2 separate regions of the Macaca mulatta genome follow, and region 2 is linked to region 1. The links are chromatin contacts, called in public Hi-C maps. All regions are on one chromosome and are shown on one strand. The core of a region is the stretch at or near the end of the contact, and the rest is flanking DNA. Distances in the headings are between cores, read along the strand shown. Region 1 holds the start of CNOT11 (CCR4-NOT transcription complex subunit 11). Region 2 holds the start of RNF149 (ring finger protein 149).

The links. A called contact is a pair of places that touch in the nucleus more often than the background predicts.
Region 2: a Hi-C map of CD4 T cells shows a contact between it and region 1, with 3 times the contacts expected there. The contact joins the promoter of RNF149 here to the promoter of CNOT11 in region 1. A contact is called at or near these places in 2 of 14 Hi-C or Micro-C datasets (CD4 T cells and liver).

Annotation. Positions count from the first base shown.
Region 1 is chr13:9,405,833-9,411,754 of T2T-MMU8v2.0, reverse strand. CNOT11 (CCR4-NOT transcription complex subunit 11) reads right to left here and starts at 3,542. Exons shown (of 7, transcript XM_015112970.3): 1 at 2,950-3,542. The coding sequence starts at 3,463.
Region 2 is chr13:9,459,416-9,465,337 of T2T-MMU8v2.0, reverse strand. It overlaps RNF149 (ring finger protein 149), which reads left to right and starts at 2,299. Exons shown (of 8, transcript XR_001439245.3): 1 at 2,299-2,873.

The DNA of each region.
Region 1 (5,922 bases), core at 2,293-4,792:
ATATATGTAAACAAAAACAGACAACACTACAGTGCTCAGACATGCTTTTCTTTCTTCTCTGTTTCCACTGTGTAAAGTGGAATAAATAGAAGAGCAACCAGTAGCAATCCAAATACACTACCTGATTCAACACACAATGCAGTTTACAAATTCCCACAAGGCTGAATGTTCCTTCCCTTTTGTCCCATGTTCGATTGCTCATCAAGCCTCATCTCTCCCACTGCAGCAATGTCAACAGGCTGCATTCCCTCAGCTCTAGTCCCCACTCCTCTCTTGCCTGGAGTACTCTTGCCCCCTCTACTGACTTCCCCAGCTCCCAGTTTTGACCCCTGCCCACTCACCACCCATAGTCCACACTTCCTCTTACCATTTAGTTATATCTCTAGAGTGCAGATCTGATCACATTACTTAACCTGTTTACACAGAATTAAACCCAGATTTTTATACCGTTACAAGACCCTTCATAATACGGTCCCAACGCACCTTCCTAATCTCACTTCTTGACTTTCTGTCCCATCCATGTACCCTACACCCCAGTTGCACAAAATCCCTCAACTTCTACACCCAGTTCCTTTTTTTGCTTTGAGGCAGTCTCACTGTTGCCCAGGCTGGAGTGCAGTGGTGCGATCTCAGCTCACTGCAGCCTCCGACTCCCAGGTTCAAGCAATTCTCCTGCCTCAGACTCCTCAGTAGCTGGGATTACAGGAGTGCACCATCATGCTGGGCTGATTTTTGTATTTTTGGTAGAGATGGGGTTTCATCATGTTGGCCAGGCTGGTTTTGAACTCCTGGCCTCAAGTGATCTGCCTGCCTCGGCCTCCCGAAGTGCTAGGATTGCAGGCATGAGCCACCGCACACGGCTTTACACCCAGTTCTTTAGTAATACCTGGCAGAGTCACTCCTGCCCTCGCACCTGCATCCCTAATCAATATCCAGCAAAAGTATCACTCCTTCCGAGAATCTCTCTGGCTCCATGGGTGGTCCTTCCTTCCTCTGTACTACCCAGCATTACACAATCGCAGTCCTGCCTCAGTTCAGAGTCATCTGAAAAGCATTCTGAAGACATACCCACTAAATGTCTTACCCTAAACAGAAAACAGCAGCAGCTCTGGGAGTGGGGTGTTGGCACTGATATTTTTCTATGTTACCTACACACCATCCCTACCTACTTTAATAATGGTAATAATAGTGGGTAACACTCACAGGTACTTTTATTCTTTGTAACAACTCTACCAGCTGGCAATTGTTACTATTTGCATTTTACAGATGAGGAATCTGAGGCACAAAACGGTTAAATATAATCCATCCATGGATTCTTTCTCTGGCAACTGCCATCCCACCCATGGCAAATCTGTGTGTACAATGCAGTCTACGGACTAGGTGTGGGTTTAGATTCACTGTATATGAGAATGACATTAATAAGTCACAGTTCCCTTGCCTCACTTGTTCTTCAGAATTCAAAGGGCCCTCTGACCTAAATCCCATAGTGTCCCAATCCTCTAATACCAGCACCCCAGGGTGGTGGTTGTCTCTTTGTGTGTGTGTGTGTGTGTGTTTAGAAGCAGGGTCTCGCTGTCACCCTAACTCACTGCAGCCTCAAACTCCTAGGCTGAAGTGATCCTTCTGCCTCAAACTCCTGAGCAGCTGGGACTACAGGTGTGAGCCACCCATGCCCAACAATTTTTATTTTTTATTTTTTGTAGACAGGGTCTTACTATGTTGCCCAGCATGGTTTCAAACTCCTGGCCTCAAGCAATTCCCAACCCCCAACCTCCACCACTTCGGCCTCCAGAAGCGCTGATATTATAGGCGTGAGCCACCTCGCCAGGCCTAGGTGGTGGGTTTTGACCACAAACCTGTGTTACATTCACTTTCTGGGCAGTCACAAGCTTCTTAAAAGCAGGTTAAGTACCTGTACCCTAACGGCATCTCAGCCAATACAAAAGGTTGCCCTTCTTAGATAAGGGCACTACAGGACACCAATCAGAGATCCTGACGGGGTGCCAGGCAGGAACGCTAACTAGAAATGCGGCCCTCCTGTACCATAAAAACAAACTCCTGGTGTCACCTCAAAATCTGCTGCCTTAGCCTTGACTCACTGTATAGCAGGCCCTACCTGTGCTGGTTAAGGAATGTAAGATCAAGCTGTTACCTATCTCTAGCTATGTGCTTCCTCCACTACACTGGTCCCTAAATCCTTCAGGTCCCTTGTCACCACGCCATTTTTGTTTTCTGACTGCAAGTCTTCTCCCAAAGCAAATCCACATAAAGCATCCCCTGTTTGAGCTTAAAAACAAAAAAATGTAGCCTCGCATCCAACCTACTAGTTTGATCTCACCAATGCCACACAATGGTAAATATATTTTACATAATTTATACCATGAATGCACTTTACATAATGTCCAGTAAGTCATGCGTTTCCAATCGCGAGATCATCAATTTGAGACTTTCTATCCTCTGCCCCCATCCCTAACAGGCTAAGGCAGGCGGCTGCAAAGTCTTTAATGGTGTTTCACGTGTATTTCCGCCCACAACTTCTTCAGCTTCTTAGTACTGACTTCTACGTACTCCTTTGAGACTAAAAACCGGGGACAGATCTAGTCTTATCGTTGGTTTTAACTTCACACACCACAGACGGGCTTTCGAAGAACGAACCGTATTTGAGACACTAAACATGTCAAGACCTACACTGAGCTCTATGATGTGATGGGGTGTATAGAGAAATTATTTTCGGTGTCACGAACTTGCAATTAAGCTACCACCTCTCCATTCTTTAGAGTTAAGGCGGGGAGGGAGTGAGGGGCGTGGGAACGCAAAGGGAGGCGGAAAAAGAGGATTATCAGTTCACACGGATAGTTAATTTCCCTTTCAGGTGAGCTCCCAGCAGCGCGGGTGGAAAGCTGCGGAATCTAACGCATTCCACACGGCACAGCTGGCTTCAGCAGGTACCTGAGAGCGGAGGGCGGTCGGGCTCCTGACCGCCGCGGGCGGGCGGCGCGGGGTTGAGCAGGTGCGCGAAGCTGGCGGCGAAGGGGTTTGCGGCCAGCGGCTCGGTGCGGTACATCTCCCAGAGCAGGTAGAGCGCCGTGAGACGCTGCGCCGCGCTGGGCAGCAGGTCCGGCTGCTGGAGCAGCATGACGAGCACCGAACCCAGGCGGAAGTGGTCGGCCTTGCTGAAGTAGTGATGGAAGGCGGTGGACAGGCCCTCGAAGGTGCTGCCGCCGCCCGCCTCCTCCGATATGATGCTGAGCAGGCTCGAGAGTTCCTTCGGGGTCAAGCTCATCCTGCCTGCGGGGCCCCCAGGGCCTCCGCTCCCGGACCCGGGGCCGCTTGCTCCGCCTCTGCCGCCGCCGGAGCCCCCGAAGCCGCTCCTGGACGCCGACCCTGCCGCTTCCCGGGACACTCTTTGCTCCGCGGCGGTGAGAAGCCGGCAAGACGCCGCGCTCGCCCCTCCGCCGGGCATCAACCTCGCTCCCCTTCCCCTCTTCCCGGCCCGAGGGGCCCTGGCGCCGGCTCGCTCCGTCCCCGCGGCCGTAAAGCGCGCTGTTACACGACAGCGTCGCAAACAAAACACGTCGGGGAAACCAGACCGCCGCGGAAAGGGACAGCGCCCAGCGAAAGCGAGGCTGATGGAGCGAAGCCAGGAAGAGGATGCGGAGACGCGGGGTAGGCGGGGCGAATTGGCAGGAAGCGGGGGCGGGGCCCGGGAAGGGAGGCGCGGTGAGAGGTCGGGCTGGCGGCCTTCAGGGCTAGGTCGGCTGAGGTTCCCCGGCAGGAGCGCCCGGGGCCCGCGTGCGTCGGCGCAACTGCAAGCGAAAGCCGCACCTTGGCGGTCCCTAGGACAGTGCCTGGTGCCAGACGGTCCCAGTAAATGCTATCTACGTTATTACTTGCAAAAACGCACCTCGGATGTTAACTATTTTCTTAACATAACATCCATAAGTATTCGTCGTAAAAATATTGTAAAGGCCGGCGGGGCGCGGTGGCGCGTGCCTGTAGTCCCAGCGCTTTGAGTGTCCTAGGCGAGAGGGTCGCTGGAGCCTGGGAGTCCCAGGCTGCAGTGAGCTGTCATCACCACTGCACTCCAGTCTGGGCGCTCTGTCTCAAACATTTTTTTTAATATAGTAAATGAAAAAGATGCCACGCATTTCTCGTAACCACGGTTAATTTCTAGTCTTACACTCTTTTATTGCAGAAATGGAATCGTACTGCGCTATGAGCTTTTTTGTACATGGTTTTTTCCCTCTTAACACGATTTCAAGAACATGTCTCCAGTTAATATTCATGTACAAAATTGTTTGCTGTGCCACGTTTTCCTTAGACTGCCCTAGGGTGCTTATCCTGGGCACTTAGCGGTGCATTAGAAACCCACGGGGAGGCGTTGCAAATACCTGGTCCCACCCCCAGAGATGAGTCAGGTATTAATAAACCCCGCCTCTTCAGGTGAGGCTGAGGTGTAGTCTGGGCTGAGAACCACCAGGTGGCATTTCCCAGACTTGCCCGTCCCTAAACCTACAGAAACGTGCATGTATTTCACCAGTGATTACCACCAGCGATTCTTAATTATCTAGTTAAGCGCCATCTCAATTCTTTTTTAAAACGTATTTTTATTTTATGTGTTTTTGGGGAGAAATTTTATTTTTTTTTTCATCTTTTTAAAACTTGTATTTCAGTAGTTTTGGGGGTACAGGTGGTTTTTGGTTACATGGATAAGTTTTGAGTAGTGATTTCCGAGATTTTCGTGCACCCGTCACCAGAGCAGTGTACACTGTACCTGTCAGGCCTTTGAGCCCAACCCTTCACATATACATCCAGATGGCCTGAAGTAACTGAAGAATCACAAAAGAAGTGAAAATGGCCGGTTCCTGCCTTAACTGATGACATTACCTTGTGAAATCCCTTCTCCTGGCTCAGAAGCTCCCCCACTGAGCACCTTATGGCCCCCACCCCTGCTGGCCAGAGAACAACCCGCTTTGACTGTAATTTTCCACTACTTTTATTGCTCACACAGCTTGTTTGGTGGTCTCTTCACGGACGCGCGTGACAATATCCAAAATGTAGTTTTTTATCCCTCACACCCGTCCCACGTATCCCCCCTCCTGCCCCTGCGGACTCCTCAAAGTCCATTATATCATTCTTATGTCTTTGCATCCTCATAGCTTAGCTCCCACTTACAAGTGAGAAGTGTAGTATTTGGTTTGCCACCTCAATTCTTAAGAAAAATTTAAGGAAGAGAAATTGCTGGGTGAACAGGTGTGATATCTACTGAATTTTAAAGGCTTCTTCAATTTACTGCTAAATTGCCCTTCAGAAAGATCCTTTCAATTAACGTTCCTAACAGCAGCAGATATAATGTGGTAACCTGAGGAACTGATTCAAATTAGCTCAAAAGTACTCTCATTAATTTTTTATTATAGGGGCTGGACATGGTGGCTCACGCCTGTAATCCCAGCATTTTGGGAGACCAAGATGGGTGGATCACTTGAGGCCAGGAGTTTGAGACCAGCCTGGCCATGGTGAAACCCTGTCTCTACTAAAAATACAAAAATAAGCTGGGCATGGCGGCTCCTGCCTGTAATCCCAGCTACTTGGGAGGATGAGGCAGAAGAATGGTTTGAACCTGGGAGGCGGAGGTTGCAGTGAGCCAAGATCTCACCACTGCTCCGTAGCCTGGGCGACAGAGCAAGACTGTCTCAAAAAAAAAAAAAAGTTATTATAATAAACTTTATTTTGTGCAAGCCATTTTACAATGGGTGGTCTGTGGGTCTATTATAGTAGTTTTCCTGCAGTGCTAATACTATTTAATAGTACTAATTATACCAATTGCCAATTATTAATGTAGTAATACTAATACTGTGTGAGTTTTTTCCAAGATGTTTCAAAAATATTTGAACAATATATTTTATCTTAAAAAAAATGACA
Region 2 (5,922 bases), core at 1,050-3,549, 55 kb before region 1:
CTCCCCACACCAAAGAGTGAAGTGGAAGGCTTGTTAGTTTTTCTTCTGGGGCAGTACGGAAGGGGAATTAACCAGACTGAAGGCCCCTGGCAGCCAGTGTAGGGAAAGAAGGTCCTGAAGATTTGAGGTAGTGGTGGCAACTTTGGATCAAGGAAAACCAACTGAGGCCTGGAGCTAGTAATAAAAACATAAAGACCAAGGAACTGTGCTGAGCTCAACAGCTGCAACGTCTGTTCCTATTAGCTTGCTGGACTTTGCTCAACAAGCCTGTAACCAATCCTGAGTACTGAACTCTGAGCAGTAAAAAAAAAAAAAAAAAAAAAAAAAAAAAAAGCTATTCTGCCTATTTCAGAAATTATCAATTACTTATCAATTACACATACAACACTGTGCTAGTTGAGGTAGGCTCATGAAAAGACCGAGGACACAATCCTAGCCCTTGCGAAGTTCACAACATTAAAAGAAGGCCCAAAACTTGGAAAGCAGTATTGCTGCTACAGCATGAATGTACAAACATACACAAGCAACATGGAAAACTGGAGGAGAACCCAAGTTTGCCCGTAGTTACCCAAGGCGGGTTTCACCAAAAAAAATAGCTTTTGAGTTAACACTTGAAGACTAACTTAGTGTTTGCTGGGACAAGAGCCAGGAGCAGGTCACTGGAGAAAGAAGTAAATGAATTTGCAAGACATAACATGAAACTGCAAGGACACGTTTTTGGGAACTACAGTATTTGTTTTGCTGCAGCATAAAGGGTGGTGGTTGAGGCGTCCCTAAAACCCGTTCGCAGCCTGCATAGACCACGATAATTTAAGCCTGAGGCCCTTTGGGCCTTTTAAAATTCAGTTTCCTGACGGGAAAGGAGAGGAGATCCAACTTCATGGAAAACTTACAGGCTATGGGTCAGACTGCATTTTGGAGCACAGAGACAGTCCAAGAAAGACAGCAGCAAAGCGGAAATGGAGAGGGTTTAAGGCCCAACAAAAAACATATGATGCAGGCCGGGGGCACTGACTCGGGCCTGTAATCCCAGCACTTCGGGAGGCTGTGGTCAGGAGTTCAAGATCAGCCTGGCCAACATTGCAAAACCCTGTTTCTACTAAAAATACAAAAATTAGGTGGGTGGCGCCCTCCTGTAATCCCACCTACTCTGGAGCCTGAGGCAGGAGAATCGCTTGCACCTGGGAGGCAGAGGTTGCAGTGAACCAAGATCGCGCCACTGCACTCCAGCCTGGGCAACAGAGCGAGACTCTGTCAAAACAAAACAAAACAAAACAAAACAAAAAAACACGTGATGCGGGCGGCAACAACCTACTTCCTACAGTTATAGACCCTTAACACGGGAAGATGAGTCTATCTGAAACCAATGTTCTGAACTTCCTTTCTGACAGCAGTAGGCTTTGTACTCACAGTAGTTTTACATGGATTCTGTATCACTGGGTATTGATATCCAAACAACAAATCCTTTTCCCTTTTTTATTGACATACAACATAGGTGTTCATTTAGGTAGTCTGATGCCCAAATGAGCACTTACGTTGTATGTCATCAGTAGCAGGCATCAGACTACCTAAATGACACTTATGTTGTATGCCTATGCCTGATTATTTCAAAATTACAGATTACACATAAAACACTGTAACAAAAATGGCTGATGTAAATATACTTAAGCTGTAAGGAATCAACTAGCACCATAATATTGGTAGCAAAAGGCAGTTGGATAGTGTGTGCGTAACTTTGGTTTTTTTTTTTTTTTTTTTAATTGCCTCTCCAGTCGCCCAGGCTGGAGAGGAGTGGTGATCTCGGCTCAATGCAGCCTCCACCTGCGGGGCTCAGGTGATCTTCCCACCTCGGCCTCCCGAGTGGGAACTACCGGCGGACGCCAACAGGTTTGGCTAATTAACTTTGAAACGATTTACACAAGGCCTCTGCCATGTGCCTTGCACAATAAACTCTCCACAAACATCTGTTAAGCGATTTTACTGAACCGCGGTCCACGCCTGCTTTCAGGGAAGCTTCCCGTTTCTCTGGAGTTACTTCCCCTCACTTCGGGGATGCTAGTCGTCCTGTTGCGCAAACTCGGCCCCTGGCCAAGGGGTCAGCCGTGGCGCAAACTGTGGTATAGGCTGCGCGCCCCGCCTCCGCCCACAGGCGCCCGAGAGCCCGGAACGGCTCGCGGTCCGTGGCTCAGCGGAGCTTACGCCTGCGTACTGCGCGGCTGATCGGGCGAGGGCGGGGCCAGGGCTAGTCACGCCCCTCGTCCGCTCCGCCAAGTGCGCGTGCGCAGCGGCCAGGGCCCCGACCCCGCCTCAGTCTTCCCGGGCGGCGGTGGGCGCCAGCTTCTCTGCGCTCCGCGGCCTCACAGCACTCGCGCGTGACCCCCCGCCTGCCCCTAGTCACCTCAGCTGTGCTGCCATGGCGTGGCGGCGGCCCGAGGCCGGCGTTGGGGCCCGCGGCGGGCTGGCTCTGGCGTTGCTCGCCCTGGCCCTGTGCGCGCCCGGGGCCCGGGGCCGGGCTCTCGAGTGGTTCTCGGCCGTGGTGAGCATCGAGTACGTGGACCCGCAGACCAACCTGACGGTGTGGAGCGTCTCGGAGAGCGGCCGCTTCGGCGACAGCTCGCCCAAGGAGGGCGCTCAGGGCCTGGTGGGCGTCCCGTGGGCGCCCGGCGGAGACCCCGAGGGCTGCGCGCCCAACACGCGCTTCTTCGTGCCCGAGCCCGGCGGCCGAGGGGCCGCGCCCTGGGTCGCCCTGGTGGCTCGCGGGGGCTGCACCTTCAAGGACAAGGTGCTGGTGGCGGCGCGGAGGAACGCCTCGGCCGTGGTCCTCTACAACGAGGAGCGCTACGGGAACCTCACCATGCCCATGTCCCATGCGGGTGAGCAGGCCGGGGCGCGAGGACGGGAGGGGGACTTATGCGCGGCCACCGAGGCTGGGGTCTTCAGGGTTGGCCCTGAACCGCAGGCCGCCAAGCGGGCCTGGCACGATTCTCAGGCCTCTAGCTGTTGGAACTCTCAGGGAAGCCCTCATTTGCTCGGTGCGGCTCCCCGAGCGCTGTTGGGAGGGAGGTAAGTCTGCAGACGAGATATGATCTTCGCCTTTGATCCATGGGGTGAAGGGAGTACAAAAGACGTTAAAATCCACAGAAGGAGCCTTGTGGTTCTAACAGGTGGGGAAATCTTAGATTCCTAATCATGGTCCCCTTTCCATTCACCGCTTCCAAAAGTTGGAGGGGTGAGTAGGAATCCAAGCTCTTAACCCAGCGCGCCCCAGGATCGGTTGTCCCTTCATCAACATAAGGTGATGGCTCGTTGGCACTCTGGTTTCTTCGCTTTCTTGAATCATGTCTGAATATTCTAAACTCTGAGTCAGAAAACCTGCATCTGACTGAGTCAGTAAACCTTGACCTGTGCTTTCTGACTTGCTAAATTTAGGGTTATAACACTGGCTCTACTGCCGGTCAGATTCAGTGAGTCTTGAGTTACGATCAAAATTTTGAAATTACTGTATTCATTCCAGACAAGACCTTGGGACCTGTAATCCCAGCACTTTGGGAGGCCGAGGTGGGAGGATCGCTTGAGGCCAGGAGTGCGAGACCAGCCTGGCGCACATAGTGAGACACCATCCTATAAAAATTTTTAAAAATCGCGTGGGCAGGGTGGCGCCCACCTGTAGTCCCAGGCACTCAGGAGGCTGAGATGGGAGAATCACTTGAGCCCAGGAGGTCGAGACTGTAGTGAGAGCTGTGATTGTGCCACTGTACTCCAGCCTGGGCGAGAGAGCAAGACCTCAAGAAAAATAATAATAATAATAATAAGACCTTGCTATTTGCCAGGCAACCCTTCCTACACATACTATTCCCTAGGGCAGCAGGTTGTATCTTCAGGCAGTAGTCGTAGTTTAAGTCTTATTTTGCAAAATATCCTTAAAACTAAGTTCCGGGTAAAATAACGACCAGTACACAGAGAGTGAACATATTCTGTTATGTAAGATAACCACTTAGGCATCACACAACTAGTTGACTCAGTCTCAGCTTAATGTGGTTAATTTTTTTTGTGTTTGTTTCCACTGCTACTAAGTCAGACATTATTTTTCCTATACTTCTGTTTTTTGCTCTATTTTGGCGTCCTGAATACAAGTTCAGGACCTAACAGTAAAGTGAGGACAGAAAAATAACCTTGGATTTGCCTATTTTGTGAAGTGATGGGAAAAGTAGCCAGCTGAAGGACTGTTGAGAGGAAGTAAGGATTGTTAGGACAACTCTTTCAAGAAGGTTGAAGACTGAGGGAGATGCAGAGGAATGGGCAGAAATTGTGGGAGTACGGGATGGTGGGACAAAGTTGGTAGGGTGTGTTTGAAATTGGGTGGGAGTGATCTGCCAGAGTCTTCCAGAGGGCAGGAAGGCTGGGTCCAGAACCCTGGAGGCTTGGCCACAGGCAGTCCAAGGACAGTTCCTCAGTTGCAGCAGAAAGGAGGGCATGGGAATGAGAGCAGATGTCCATGTGGTGGCACTGGGCTAGGCACCATGTTGGGTGCGGTTATTCCAGTGGTTACAAATCTATTTAATTGTCATGGTACCCAGGCTGCGTTTCCACAAGAGTGTCATGAAAGGTCCTGTCAGATTTGACATAGCACTCCACGTACATCCTATCAACAGTGTTCCCCACTTTAGTAGTTCTGTCAAAGAAAAGAGGTTAGTGTGCCGTGATTCTCTGTTGCTGGTTCCTTATACACCCATCTTAACGTAGACTTTTTTTCAAATGGCAGGTTCATCAGCCTACAGTTTTCCAAATCTACTTACTGCATTTTTTGATAATAGCTTTAAGAACCCCCTTTTCGGGCTAATAGCACTTGTTGTAACCATGGCTCAGCAACCTTGCCTGCTTATGTTATTGACATGTAATTTATCCAGGCCCAGAAAAACACCTCTGATGTTCATGTGAAATCTACTTCTTGGGAGCTTCTCTTCCCATTATTGGTGTCCATTCTAGCCTTTTTAGTGAGAGAATAATTCTGTTTGAGAGAAAAGACCAACGAAACAATTTAAAGATGTGTGAAGTGTCCAGTCTGCAGACACAGCTCAGTGTTCTGCATAGAGTGACTCACTCGTCCCAACAGCCTTTAAGGTAGGTATTTGACCACGGAGTACATACGATGAGGAAACTGACGCTCAAGGAGTTTAAATGACTAGCCCAGGACAACATAGTCATCTAGGGCCAGATAATTCTTTGTTCTCTCTCCCTCTCCCCCTCCTCTCCCTCTTCCTCCCTGTCCCTACCCCCTTACCACATGTGTGTCTCTGTGTGTGTTGGGGCAGGGGTTGTCCTGTGCGTTGTAGGATATATTAGCTGCATCCCTGGCCTCCACCCACTGAATTCCAGTCCTGACAATCAAAGATGTCTGCAGATATTGCAAAACGTTTAGAGAGTCGGGGAGGGGCTGACAAAATTATCCAACATTTTGAAGCACTGATTAAAGGGAAATTAGTTTGGTAGCAGTGTGATGGATGAATTAAACAGCAAAAACTGGGAACAGAATCCACTTAGACTGTGGGGCTAGTCTAAGTAGAAATATAAGGGCCAGTACTGTAGTGGTGACTGCAGAAATGAAAAGACCTTTACAGAATGTGGCCACGTTGGGCATAATGGTACCCAGTGTGACTTTTTGAGAATGGAATTAAGTCACAAGGTGACTGTGTACAGCCAGCCTTGAAGATGGCTCAGACTTAGGTTTCTGTGTTTAGCCAGAGTGTGACTAGAGCCAGGAAAAACCACTGATTCAGTGGCTCTCACTGTTCTGTGTAACATTGGTTTTCTATGAAGTAGGTGGTGGTGGCCTGCCTATAAAATTGAATACTAGACTGGGTGCGTTGGCTCACGCCTGTAATCCCAGCACTTTGGGAGGCCAAGGCAGGTGGATCATGAGGT